2 separate regions of the Drosophila melanogaster genome follow, and region 1 is linked to region 2. Evidence: chromatin contacts called from public HiChIP or PLAC-seq data. All regions are on one chromosome and are shown on one strand. The core of a region is the stretch at or near the end of the contact, and the rest is flanking DNA. Distances in the headings are between cores, read along the strand shown.

What was found. HiChIP or PLAC-seq counts read pairs in DNA pulled down with a chosen protein or histone mark.
Region 1: a Psq HiChIP or PLAC-seq map of the Kc167 cell line shows a contact between it and region 2, with 4 times the contacts expected there. The contact joins the promoter of dnt here to the promoter of lncRNA:CR44191 in region 2. A contact is called at or near these places in 4 of 107 Hi-C or Micro-C datasets (the Clone 8 cell line, the S2 cell line, brain and 1 more) and 1 of 6 datasets of contacts at active chromatin or transcription factors (the Kc167 cell line).

The regions. Positions count from the first base shown.
Region 1 is chr2L:19,358,679-19,365,113 of dm6, forward strand. It overlaps dnt (doughnut on 2), which reads right to left and starts at 4,549. Exons shown (of 4, transcript NM_001273638.1): 1 at 3,981-4,549. The coding sequence starts at 4,161. It overlaps CG13086, which reads left to right and starts at 5,697. Exons shown (of 2, transcript NM_001273639.1): 1 at 5,697-5,889; 2 at 6,296-6,435. The coding sequence starts at 5,716.
Region 2 is chr2L:19,258,261-19,264,432 of dm6, forward strand. It overlaps lncRNA:CR44191 (long non-coding RNA:CR44191), which reads left to right and starts at 4,210. Exons shown (of 1, transcript NR_073805.1): 1 at 4,210-4,797. It overlaps CG31797, which reads right to left and starts at 3,980. Exons shown (of 1, transcript NM_165285.4): 1 at 1,172-3,980. The coding sequence starts at 3,873. The coding sequence ends at 1,267.

The DNA of each region.
Region 1 (6,435 bases), core at 3,299-5,798, 100 kb after region 2:
GAAATGGCTTTAAGCCCCGGCTTAGCCAAGTTTATGGCGGTTTACAGCCACCAGACACATGAGCGCATTAAATAAAATAAAAGTATACAAGCCAGGCCTAATCAAATCGCACTTTCCAATGTCGAACCCGTCGCCCCCCAGTAATGCGACACTCTGCTATCAAAAAATCGTAATGAAATCGAGTAGGACACAACTGGTTGGTTTTTTGGGGAGACTTTATGACCCGCCAAGTGGCCATCAATTCGAAATCGATAGCCCTGCGAGGCCGCACGATCTGTGATCGCATTAAAAATAGATTGAAAATAAAATCGAAATATTGATCCCAATGCCCGGGCACCACGAACTTTTGGGACTGGCTCATAAGTCACGTACGAGCAGATAGGTATCTCCGATGATCGTGGACCAGGAAAGCCAGTGCGGAAATGATCACAGATCAACGTGATAAACTGCGGCCGGGCTAGATAATAGATTTGGTAAAGCCTGGGATAATCAGTTATCCACAGCAGCATTCAGCAGATTAAAATCAGGTGAGGATCTGATATCTGGCATGTTAAAATCGACTTTGTTGTAGAAGAACATGACCAGATAGATTCAACAGCTATGTATATATGATGATGAGCTGAAATTGATCCCAGAACTAGTACAGATATCATAGAATAGCTGGCGCAAAATACTGGCCCCTTAACGAAGTGTCAGTTAAGATTTTTAAGTTAAGATCTTTCCGGCTGACACAGTTTATGGTCCGCTCTCCCGATCGCTAATTGAACAGATAAGATCTGGAGACGCGACGGCAGTGTCAACTCCTTCGGATAGCACTTTTTACGATCTGTCAGGTGAGCTGTTAGCGCTAGCACATCGTATAGCAAAAAGTGGCGCGATTCAGTCCGTAAACTTTCCCCACCCCCTCAGTTTTTCACAATTTTTTTTGCCTCGCAGATGGGATAGCTTCATTAGCTAATGGCCACTTCATTATGTGTGACTTGACTAGCCAAGCCGGCGAAAGGCGAAGCTGGACAATAAATTGCCAAACACCAATTAAAATATAGATCATGCCTGCTGATCATATCCAAGCAGCGAGTAGCCAACCACTGAGCCAAGTATCAAGCCAAAACCGTTAGTGGGTGGGGGAGCAGATAATGTCTTGGAGGATCGGTGGCGTTTCTCGGAAGGCTTTTAGCACGACCAGATGAGACGGCCTGTTCGTTTACAATTATCGGATGGCGAGATCTTGGAAAGGCAACCAAGAACAAGCTATAAACCGGAGGAGAAGCGCACAAATGTCTCTACTAGGCTGCGGGGAAAACAAAAACAAAAAACAAGATACAAAATATCACAAAAAGAATGAGAGAAGCCAGCGAGATACATGCCTGGCTTGTTACGGCCATCCGACAGGTACAACCAACAACTTTAGCTTCGGTTAGGTGCTAAAAGTTGCCACAGTAGCACGTCGTGTTTGTATCTTCGAGATACTTTTGTATCTCTTGGCAGCTTGTTTGTGCTGTAAGCCGCTTAGCCGCGGCTCACTTCAAATAACGAAAGCCATCAATATATGTTTCCCGATGGCTGGGCAAATATGAAAATATTTAAATTGGCCTAAACAAAGGCCCTCGAGCTCTTAATTTATTTAGCACAGTTGGTGGTAGATTTAACACATCTAACCACTATTCTCTTGTCCCAAGTAAGCTATATTCGACTCCATGGTCATGGTTAATTTATGGTCCAAAGCAGCTACCAATCGATCATCCGCTTGGGGGCGTGTATATTTTACAACATTTCTCGGCTCGAAAATGTGTGAAAATCGTGCCAGAGCCGTTGGCAGTCATTCTAATCTGCTCTTTTCCCATTTTCAGCTTTTAATTGCAGCTTCATTAGCAGGCTGGAGAACAGTAAAATTAAATCAAAGCGCCCCAAAAATGGTGGCCATAAAAGCTGGGAAAAATTCCAAATCGTCGATAAAGTGCCATAAAACGTACTCAAAGAGGGAAAACTAGGAAATCTGTAGCCGGGCGGCAATAAAATTAAATTTAAATAATGCACTTTTTGGCTGCTTAAAATGTAGCGCGTGTCACAGCAGCGAAGAAGTCGTTAAACTTTTTTGGGTGCTTCTCTCAAATGTGATGGTTATTTCTGAGGAATATGATCGGAATCGAAATCGGAATAATGCTGCACATGTATGACATGAGTGAGACCGATATTATACGACGATGATGATTCGATCGAGAGCCCAGCCCATTCTGCCGCATCGTATTTCATTGACTGTCAGATGCCAGGGACTTTATGACTCAAACTTTTTTAGCGTTGAACTTGCCGGGACCCCTGCAGTCGGGATAGTATGAAAAAAAAAAAAAAATAAAATAAAAGGATACCGAGTTGTTGCGATCATCGGCGGCTATAAATTTTGCGTAAATGGAAATGAATTTTATTTAAGCCGAGAACTTTGACTAAAGACCGCGCAGACAACCCCCACCCCCCACTTCAGCCCGAAAACCCCTTTTAGCGCACACAAATCAAATGCAAATTATGCAGCTTAATTGATTTATGGTCCACGGAATGGGGAGTATAAAGCATTTGCGCTTTTCTTTATGCACGAATATCCTACGCAAGTCTGCGAAACTTTTCGACTTTGTCTTAATTACCCCGTAGATACATGTATGTATGTATCTGCAATTTGCAGCGCTTTGCCGGCAACTGCAGCCCACAGTCTGCGGAATATTCTGCATACTTGATTTCACGCCCCCAAAATCGCAAATCCGAAATGCATACGCAAAATTATGCGCATCGTCATCGTCGTCAGCAAATCTGCCCCCACACACATGGTTGCCAGAGATAAAGAAAACTTCGATTTAACAAGGCGCGTTGCAGGCCAAAATCTGCTGCTGCTGCTGCGGCTGCAACAGCAACAACTGCCAAGTGGGCGACTTGTCATGCAAAGTACTGCCAAAAATACAGTGAGCCCTCCGAGGAGGCACAGTGGAATTAACACACATATTTTCTGCAATCAGCGAGCTTACTTAAAGGCCAACAAATACTACTCAGGTAATACAGATATGTCTTCATCTACCAGATATAAGATACTTTCTAAAAGTGTCCACATAGAAGGTACAAACGAATTCAATAAGTTAGTACTATTTGTATTAATATTTTAAAGTTGATTCAAAATATTAGAATAACTCATATGAACTCTTATGTTCTATGTGTTTTGCGAGTGTTATTCGTGGAATAAGTTAAATGCACCCCACTGTGCATTCTTCCGCCCCGCACAGCTGATGCCCCGCCCACCACCACCCTTCTCTTCAACTGCTCCTTCGCAGTCACGTTTTCGTTGTTGTTGCCCTTTTGTTGTCGCCTTTGCGTTGTCATCTCGTTTGCATGTTGCCATCTCCCTCCTTCGCCCTTCTCACTCTCTCGACAAGCTCTCTCGCTACTTATTGTTTTTGGGGAGCCAAGGAATTTGAGTTCCAAGAAATATTCAAAAATATTCTCCACCAAGGGAGATAAATTGAATGAATGCAGCATGTAGATTTTCAGACTTTGTTGTTGCCTTTATATTTTGGCGTGTCTGCTGCTTCCTATTCCTTTTTTTTTGTTTTTTTTTTGTTTTATACCAAGCGTAAAATTTCCTAACGAAGCAAGCGAAAGCTGGTTGTTGCTGCTGTTGTTGTGGGCGGTTTGTTTATTTGTTTTACTGTTTAACAACACCTGCGGCATGCGCAAGAGCGAGAGAGAGAGAGAGAGACAGCGAGAGGGAGCATCTAAATTAAGCCCAAAGCAAACAAATAAACATAATTTTAAAAGGAAGTGCGCTTTCTTCGACGAATAAGTGAATGAAAAACTAATGCTGTCTTTTTAATTGGTTGACACAAATTACTCAACTGTTTATTTTAGAGGGAGAATACAAAAAAGAGAAATCAATAACAAAGGGCGCGACACAGGTCAAGAAAAAACACTGGGAAAAGGGGTTGAAAGAGGTCGAAACTCACCTAATAAACGCATTACTTCCACGGGATTTAGGAAAACATTCAAATGTGCAGCCACTTCGCTGCCCGAGTGCAGTTGTAGCGCTGCCAGCGCCAGCAGCGAAAGCACCCACATTTTCCGGCTCATTTTCACCGTACAATTTCTTGTGGATGCGCTTTTACCGCATTTATTCACAGATTCCATCAGATATTCTGTTCCGTTTGCCAGTTTTTGCACTCTTATCACACACGGCTATTCGTAAACAATCTCGAACGAATGACCAGCACAAAAGCGAATCCAAAGTCGCGGGGGTGGGGGGAGAGAGAGACACGGACGCCGCGAGAGAGAAAGAGCGAGAGTGCGAGTGCGACGGCGTCGTTTTAGCACCAAAATTTCATTAAAAGCATTGTTTAACCGGGCAATTCACTTTATTTTGGTCTTATAAATAACAATTCGACTATTTTTTCACGCACATTTCATTTTAAACGTTGTTTCCGCGGGTTTTCTTCAGTTTATGACTGTTTTAGCTGTCTGGCAGCTGCTTGTTAATAATTTTTCAACTTTTCCCGGCCGAGTTCGAAACCAAACTGTCCAACAAATCTGACCCGCTCTCCTCTCTCGACGAACACGTTCGCTTCGAACATCGACGTCATAGCTAGAAATCCCTTCCAACCGAATTTTAAATCTCGATGTTACAGAATTCGACTTTTGATTAGTATCATATCTCACAAGTCTTTGGATCTGAACCATTTTTAAAACTACTTAACTACTATTACTATACTATATACTATTTTTGTTTTACAAACAAATTTACATAATTTCACATACATATTTATTAAATTTAAAAACTCAAAGTAGAATTTCCGTCGAGTTCGACCTTTGATGACAACTTCTTGGTATTAATTCTTAGATACAGCGTGGCCAATTTAGGATTTTTGTAACTTCATCTGACCGTCTTAAATAATAAATGCTGTGAGTCTAAATACTTATTTTATCGTATTTACATATATCATTTCTTTTCCAGCTTTATAATTTAGCTACCGTCAACATTTTTTAGCTATTTTTAACTGTTTAACTGAAGAGTTGGCAACACTGCTCAGAACTTGTTTACACCAGATGTTCGAACATGCGAATGCCCGTAGAAAATGAAAAGAGCTGACTGAACAAAGCACCACCTGCCGGCGGTTGCATGCAAATGGATAAGTTACATGTTGCATGTGGATCGCAAACAAAGTTGCAAATAGGATTACCACCGAAAACATATACATACATATGCATGGCTAGAAAATACCTATAGACAATAAAAAAATAAATGATCCGCAAGATATGCATTTAAGAAATAAAATAAAATAATGATAATTTAAGAATAATTTCTTATAAGGATTTTTAGCATTTATTGTATAAATTCATGAAGTAGCCAGAACAGGAACCCAGAAAGGCCCAAAAATGTATGCAATACTAAGAAGAAAGAGTATTAAAGCTTGGAAGTTGATAATTAAAACGCAGAGAAGCATTCGTTTGCCACATTTTCGAAAAATTAACTAATGCAAATTTATGATTTTTGCAAATAAATTTTTTAAAAAAAGTGATTATTAATGTAGAGCTTATGTTTTGCGTGATCTTGAACTAGTTCAAAAAACGGCCTTATCAGCAAAAAAAAATTAAATCAAGCGCTTTATGATAACACCCCGCTTACACTGATAACGCATGGCGATAACGCCGACTGATGCCAACTGCCGGCAGTTTTATTTGAGCACAATGCCGAATCGCGCGACGCGGAAGAAATATCGCCGGATTCGACTCCACATTTTCCTGGCATTATCCCTATGGTTCCTGATCGAGGCTCATCCCGTCGAAGGAACACGGTGCAGGAATCCCTATGAGAGGGTACGGGAAAACTATTGCTACTTCGTTGCTGACGAGGAACCGCTGGTGAGAGAGACATAAAGAAGCCTCTACTTCCGAAGTCACGATTAACTTACTAGTGTAGCTTAAATTAAGTTGAGTTCTGCATGTAAGCAAGGGGAATTCGCTAATTGTATCCGCTGTTATCAGCGAGAAGAAGCCAACGAACATCAAACATATGTACTTATGGGTGTATAAATAAACGGACGATGACGCTCTTTGTCGAGTTTTGTTCGACCTAACCGACTTGAATATGCTCTGCACTAAGGTCAACAAATAAAAAAAAAACTCGTACTTAATATAAGTTTAGGTACACAGTAAACACCAAACAATTTTGATTTTAAAAGATATCTATCTATGTCTATCTATATATATATATCCTTAGATTATAAAATATAATTCTAGAGTAATAATATTTTTATCTTATCTACAGCACACATCGTTCCATAACTTTTGCTATCAGGACAAGCGCACCTCACGAGTTTGCCTGGATAGTGACGAGGAAATGCGCGTTCTGGCCCATCACCTGGCCAACTTGGGCTACCCGAACGGCACGCAGTTCTGGAGCGCCGG
Region 2 (6,172 bases), core at 2,960-5,459:
CAACTTGCTTAATAGCATTCCTTTTGCCTCATCACGAAAAGCGGCTCACCGAACTTAAAGCCTTCTCCAGTAGATGGGAAATTACTGAATCTGGGATCCGTTTCCCCCACTTTTGCAGGCTCAACATGTCATGTCACTTTTGGGGGAATGGGCAGATGAGGAAGCTGCGGTTGTTCGCGTGATGAATTACACACTCGCCGAAGGACACGATGATGAAGTGTCTGTCATTCGGAGGCTGAAAGAATGCCCAACAGCCCAGCAGCCCGTCCGTCGTTCCGTCCGCCAGTCTGTCCGTCCATCCGTCCGTCCATCTATCCATCTGTCCGTCCGGCAGTGTGTCAGGTTGTCAGTTCGTCAAGCCCAGCTTGGCAGCTGCTCGTATTGTTGTGAGCCATTTGCATAGAGCGTCTTCCGCATAATTTATCGACACTTGAGCAAAACTTTAATTACTCCCCAGCCCACAGGATCAAAACTGAATTTTTCGTCTGGTAATGTGCCCGGGGCAAAATACTATGAGGGAATTCCGAGGAGCAGATGGGTGAACGTGGGGCAGATTTTCACCATGTGAATTTGTGCATATGGGGTAAAAATTCCCCACAAGTCTCTGTCCTTTGTCTGCGAAATTCAATGCGTGTTTCCAGTATATCCTTTGGCCATACATAGCACCACATTGCAATGGATTTGGGCAAGGGGTTGGGGTAGTATTTGATAGCTTTCTGTGGACTTTCCTCCCCCAAACCCCTTCACGCACTGCTGCCTAATGGCCTTTAATTGAGCGCTGGGAAAACGTTCAAGTGTTTGCGGCTGTTGAAAAATTTTTGGGAAATTCGATATTGAAAATAAAGTGGCTGTAATGCTGGGCCTTGGCCAAAAACACACCCAAACCCATTGATTGCCTAAGGATTCTGTCATTTTTTGCTTGCGATTGACACTCACAATTTGTTTGCTGATTGCTCTGCATTAGCAGAATTATGAATGAGTGGCAAAGTGTCTAACTTTTTACTTTTTTACTTACTTTTTTAAATGTTTTGGAGTGGAAAGTCTGCCATCTTAAAAGGCTTCTTCAGAGGCTGTTCAAAAAACGCATTTCGACTGTAAACTAACAAAAATGTAGAGTATGTATTCGGGTTTCATCAATATGGAAAAGCTGTCTTGCATAAAAAACTTTTTTATGTCTTGTTTAATATAAAACAGATACTCCAAGGAGCCAAACATATTCCATACACACATAGGTACTTTCTCAAACACAAAGACCTCCGATCCAGTTCACGCCAGAATGCAATCGCACATTCGCTGGCAAACGCGTTTCCGGAGATTCTCGACGCGCAGGAGCAGTCTGCTGTGATCCTCGTTGTCCTTGGAGCCGGAGAGAAGATTCTGCAGCTCCTGGACGGCTCCCAGGCAATCGCAGTGCTCGGCGAGTCGGGGATTTTGGCACAAGAAGTTGGAGCAGTAGATCGGATCGCATTGGTGCCTGGGCGCCCGGTACTCTGTCTTGCATCGATCCCGGATGTATTCCTGATGGCGCATCTGGCGGTAATAGGCACGCAGCTGGCGCTTCTGCTCCACACGCCTCATTTCCCGCATGAAGGGAGCCTCCTGTTCGTTGAAAGGGCGATCCATGAAGTGACAGATCTCGCACTGGCAACCTGCCGGTGGACAAGGTGGACAGACTTTCTTGGGCTTATCCTTGCAAACTTTCTTAATCCTCTTCATTTTCTTTTTCTTGGGCGGATCCTTTAGCTTACAAGTCGGAGCCGCTGGCTCGTCCCTGACAATTTCTAGGGCTGGAAATTCGTAATCTTCCACCCTAGTTCCTCTTTTGATAGTTTTATCGAACTCCATATCCACGGGGATATCGAAGAATCGCGAGGTCACTTCTGGCAGGTTGCTGTTCGGTTTATTTTCTTCAATTTTACTATCTTCGTTTGATTTATTTTTGTTCTTTTTATTGTTTGGAATTTTAATATCATCACGGTCATATTTTTCATATTCTAAATCCATGTCTTTGATTTTATCTTCATCTTTATATTTTTCTTTGTGTTTTTGTTGCTTTTTTTCTTTGCCCTTTTCTGGAAATTGATCCTTTCCTCTGTTTTTGTCTTCCTTTTGTTTTCCAGTTTCATGTTCCTTGTTAACTTCTTTTTCTTTCCCCTTTCCTTTTTCTCTTTCTTTTTCAATTCCTCTTTCCCTTTCTTTTTCTTCTTGCTTTCCCTTTTCTTCCCTTTCTTGTTCTCGTTCCATTGGCTTATCCTTTTCATGTGGTCTTTCCCTTTCTTTAAATTTTTCTATTTCCTGTTCCTTTCCAAGTTCTTTTTCCTTGTTATTTTCATTTTCTATTTCGTTTTCTTCTTCTTCCTTTTCTCTTTCTTTTCTTTCGCCTTCTTCTTTTTCTCTTGGTCTTTCAATTCCTTTATAATTTTCTTTATCTCTTTCCCTTGCTTTTTCCTTTCCTTTTCCCGTTTCCTTGTTCTTTTCTTTCTTTTTCTTTACCTTTTCTCTCTTCTTTTCTGTTTCTTTATCCTTGCCTTTTTTCTTTTCTTTCGCCTTTTCCCTTTTTTTCTTTTCTCGTTCTTTTTCTTTGTCCTCTTTATTCTTGTATCTATCCTGATTTTTATATTTATTTTCTTCTTGATTAAAATTTACGACCTTGTCTTTATTTTTATCGTTGTTTTGATCACCATCATTATCATTTTCCTTAATTGAAACTCTTGGCTTATCTTTATTAACGAATTGATTTTTATCCTTGTCATTTTCTTTGTCCCCTCTATCTCCGTTTCCATCATCTCGCACTATAGTTACTTTATCTTCCTCTCCTGGTTCGCGATTTCCGTGTCCAATTGGATTACCTGGATCGCCCGAAGACTTTGTGGGCCTACTGGGTCCTTTGGGTATTTGACTGTCACCTCCTCCTTGATTATCCTTTCCATGGGATCTTTTCGGCTTACAGCACTTCTCATAGGGCTCGCAAAGCGGATCTGGAGAAGGCTTTGGCTCAAAGCACTTAATGATTCTACTATACAGCTGATCGTAGTTCAGTGGTTCCGGACTCTTGTGTTCATCTTTCCCTTGCGGACAATGCCGAAACTCATTGTTATTGGGATTAGGATCCAGCTTGCGCTTGGCCCACTCGTACTGGGTGCACCCATGGCGAGGCTCCAAGCCATCCGGGGGGCAGTACCACTGGGGATGGCGCAGACCACGTGGGTCTTTTTTTCTTGCTGGCTCAATGTTAGAAACTTGATGTCTGGAAATGCCGGTGTACATCTGGCGTGCCACTCTAGTGGAATCGTGAGGAACTTGATTATGATCAGTGCAGTATAGCGTCCCGAAAGCCTGTCGCGGATCCAGTTGCTGTTGAACGTGGGGAATCTGCTGTAGATCAGACTGCAATGCGTGGCGGTTTAAGACAAAAGGCTTGCAAATCTGAGGGGTACGGTTCTTTTGCGCTAACGTATCCCTTGGGGATGGCTTTTTATCCTGTTTAGGGATCCTCCGCTGAGTGCCGCCGCCGTTGACCTTGACCAAGCAGGCGGCCACCACCTGGTTGAACACCACCGACTCGGGCTGGTGGGTGGGCGATCCTACGCCATAGAAGCCCAACGTGTCCTTGTGAGGACTTTGCTGCCAAGCGAGCAGCACGTCGTCTTTGACCATGTCGTAGGGTCGCCCACTGCCATCGGCCTCGAGGGTGTTGGCCAACCGTGTGGTGGCCTCGTTCTTGTTGGGGTCGCAATGTGGCTTTCCTTTTCGGATCGAGGGATACGTCTCCGCTCGTTGGGAGCGGTTGTCCTGCCGGTCGTGCCTTCCGAGCTGTGGTGGATCGTTTTCTCGGCCAGCAGAGCGACGCCGCTGCAACGCCTTCCTGCGCATTTACGATGGGATCGGATTGGACCACTCTTAATTTTCATTTACTAATAAAATTTTGTCGTTATTTATATTTTTACGCCAAATTTGAGGACTTCCTGAGAGTTGAGAGTTTTAGCAAGGTCTCAGAGATTAAACGTTGATACATACGTGCCGATTACATTCATTAACTGTAAAAGTGGCTCAGGACTTGAATTGGTAGCCAAATAGAACATTCGACCCAATGCTTAAATCCAGTAACGAGTACGAACTTCTATCATTTTTAAAACGGGACCTGCCCAGAGAATGCCATGCGTTTGCAGCCATCCAAATGAACCTCAATTAAAGTTTGCACACTTTGGTTTTTTGGCCCAGTTTTAGGCCACAATGCTGCCCCAATCGAGCCATGTTGGCCATACAATTTCCCAGCCTTTGCCACATAAATTCGCACACGAAAGAGTCTGACAAGGCTGTGCTATTTATGGAGCATTTCCTGTTCAAGCAAAAAGGCACAAAATGCCCAACTCAGCTGCTTTTAGCACTGGTGGTTGGAAGTGAATAAAGTACACTAACACACACACAAGCACACACAGAGGGGCATAAATCCAAAATTGTCTTTTGTCGCATAAATATTTTACTTTGGGCATTTGGAGCGTCCTGGCGACCAGAGAAGCAGAAGCAAGGACATGGACAATAGGCCAAGCTGGAATAGGACATGAAACGACATTATTTCTTATTATTAGAACAGCGCAAATAAATGAGACTCGGAAGGCGGGTGGCGGACGGATTTCCCCACGATGGCACTTTGTTTGTCCTGCCAGCACCGCAATTCCCACATGTCTGTCTTCATAAATGCTTTATCTGCGGCTGGCACACACACACTCTGGGTGGCTCAGTGTGTTGGCTTTTGTAATTATGTGCATATAATAAAGTTGACCTAAATAAAAATAAGCGCCGACTTTAGCGCGCTAAACAAAGGCCATGCACACGGGGGACAATGAGGGGGAAATATTGGCCATAACTACAATGGTCATATTGTGTAGCAATACTGTGTGATCCGAGCAGTTCATTAAATGATAAGCCATCGCCATCTGGACAACAATTGAGGGATCAGGCGATGCAATTTCAGGCCGCTTCGAGAAACAATCACTGGTAATTGGGGCTTTAAGCGGCGCGTGCTGCGCAGTCATGCAGCATCACATGTAAATAATCATAATTGATGAAGGAGTTGAGTGAGTGGAGGAATTTACGCTCCTTTCACGCCCTGGGCATCTGCACAGAGACATGTCTGCTTGGCGAATTTATTGCCCCAATATATTAGAGACCCTTCGCGCTTTCTCGCCAGAAATAAATTCATAAATTCATAAATTCAGCATAAAATGGCAGCACTCGCATATGCTCACTCCGTTCGCGAATTTGATTCCCTTTCTGCTGAATGTGCTTCGGCGTTATCCATTAAATGCGATGAATCAACTGTTGGCCACCATAAACAATCTTTGACTCAGTCTCTGGCACTTTCTTCTCTCTCGCGCTCTGCGCTCGCTTCTGCCATAAAACGTCAGCTGGCGGAAGCGGAAATTTATGCTCGCCATTTTGCAGCGGACATGTTTGTATTTGCCTCGCCATAAGTGTGACTGTGCGTCTGTGTGTGTGAGTGCCCTCGTCAGCGTGTGTGCGTGTGCGTATATTTGACTTCCTGTTGACGTGTTGAAGATGGCCGGCGATGCCGAGTCGACCACTAAAAAGTCGGTAACGCTTCCCAAATGGCGTGGAAATATCCGTAAGACCTCTTTTGGAGCAAACAGACTTCCATTTCGATCAAACCTTATCGTTTAGTTAAGCTTAATAACTTAATTCACATTCAAATGCCCATATCAACCTCAAAAGTGGTTCTGAAGATTTTAAAACCCTGAGTGTAAATGCAATAAGCTGTTAAATTTATGCATATTTATGAGTTCTGATTTAGCAGCTTAAAAGCCTAGCTATATCTTTTAAATTGCAAAAAAAACTACTATTCTAATTTAATCAATCTTTTATGAAGATTCCTATGCTTTATTCCGCGGCAATGATTGCAAGTGAATTGCAGTTTTAGACCAATTTCTTGTCTTCTTTTCCAGTCAGTTCCGTTTGACATTGTGCATTTTCCAAAAATGTGGCCAATAAAAATGGCAACTACTTGGGGAAAATGTCAAAGGAGGCAAATGGTAACAAACAAAGGCTGAACCAGAGGCAGATGAGGGAAATATTACGAAAAAAGCATCAGAGAAAAGAAGACAAGATAATTGATTGTTTGATTCAATCGCAAAGTCAAATGCTTTTTTTGAAG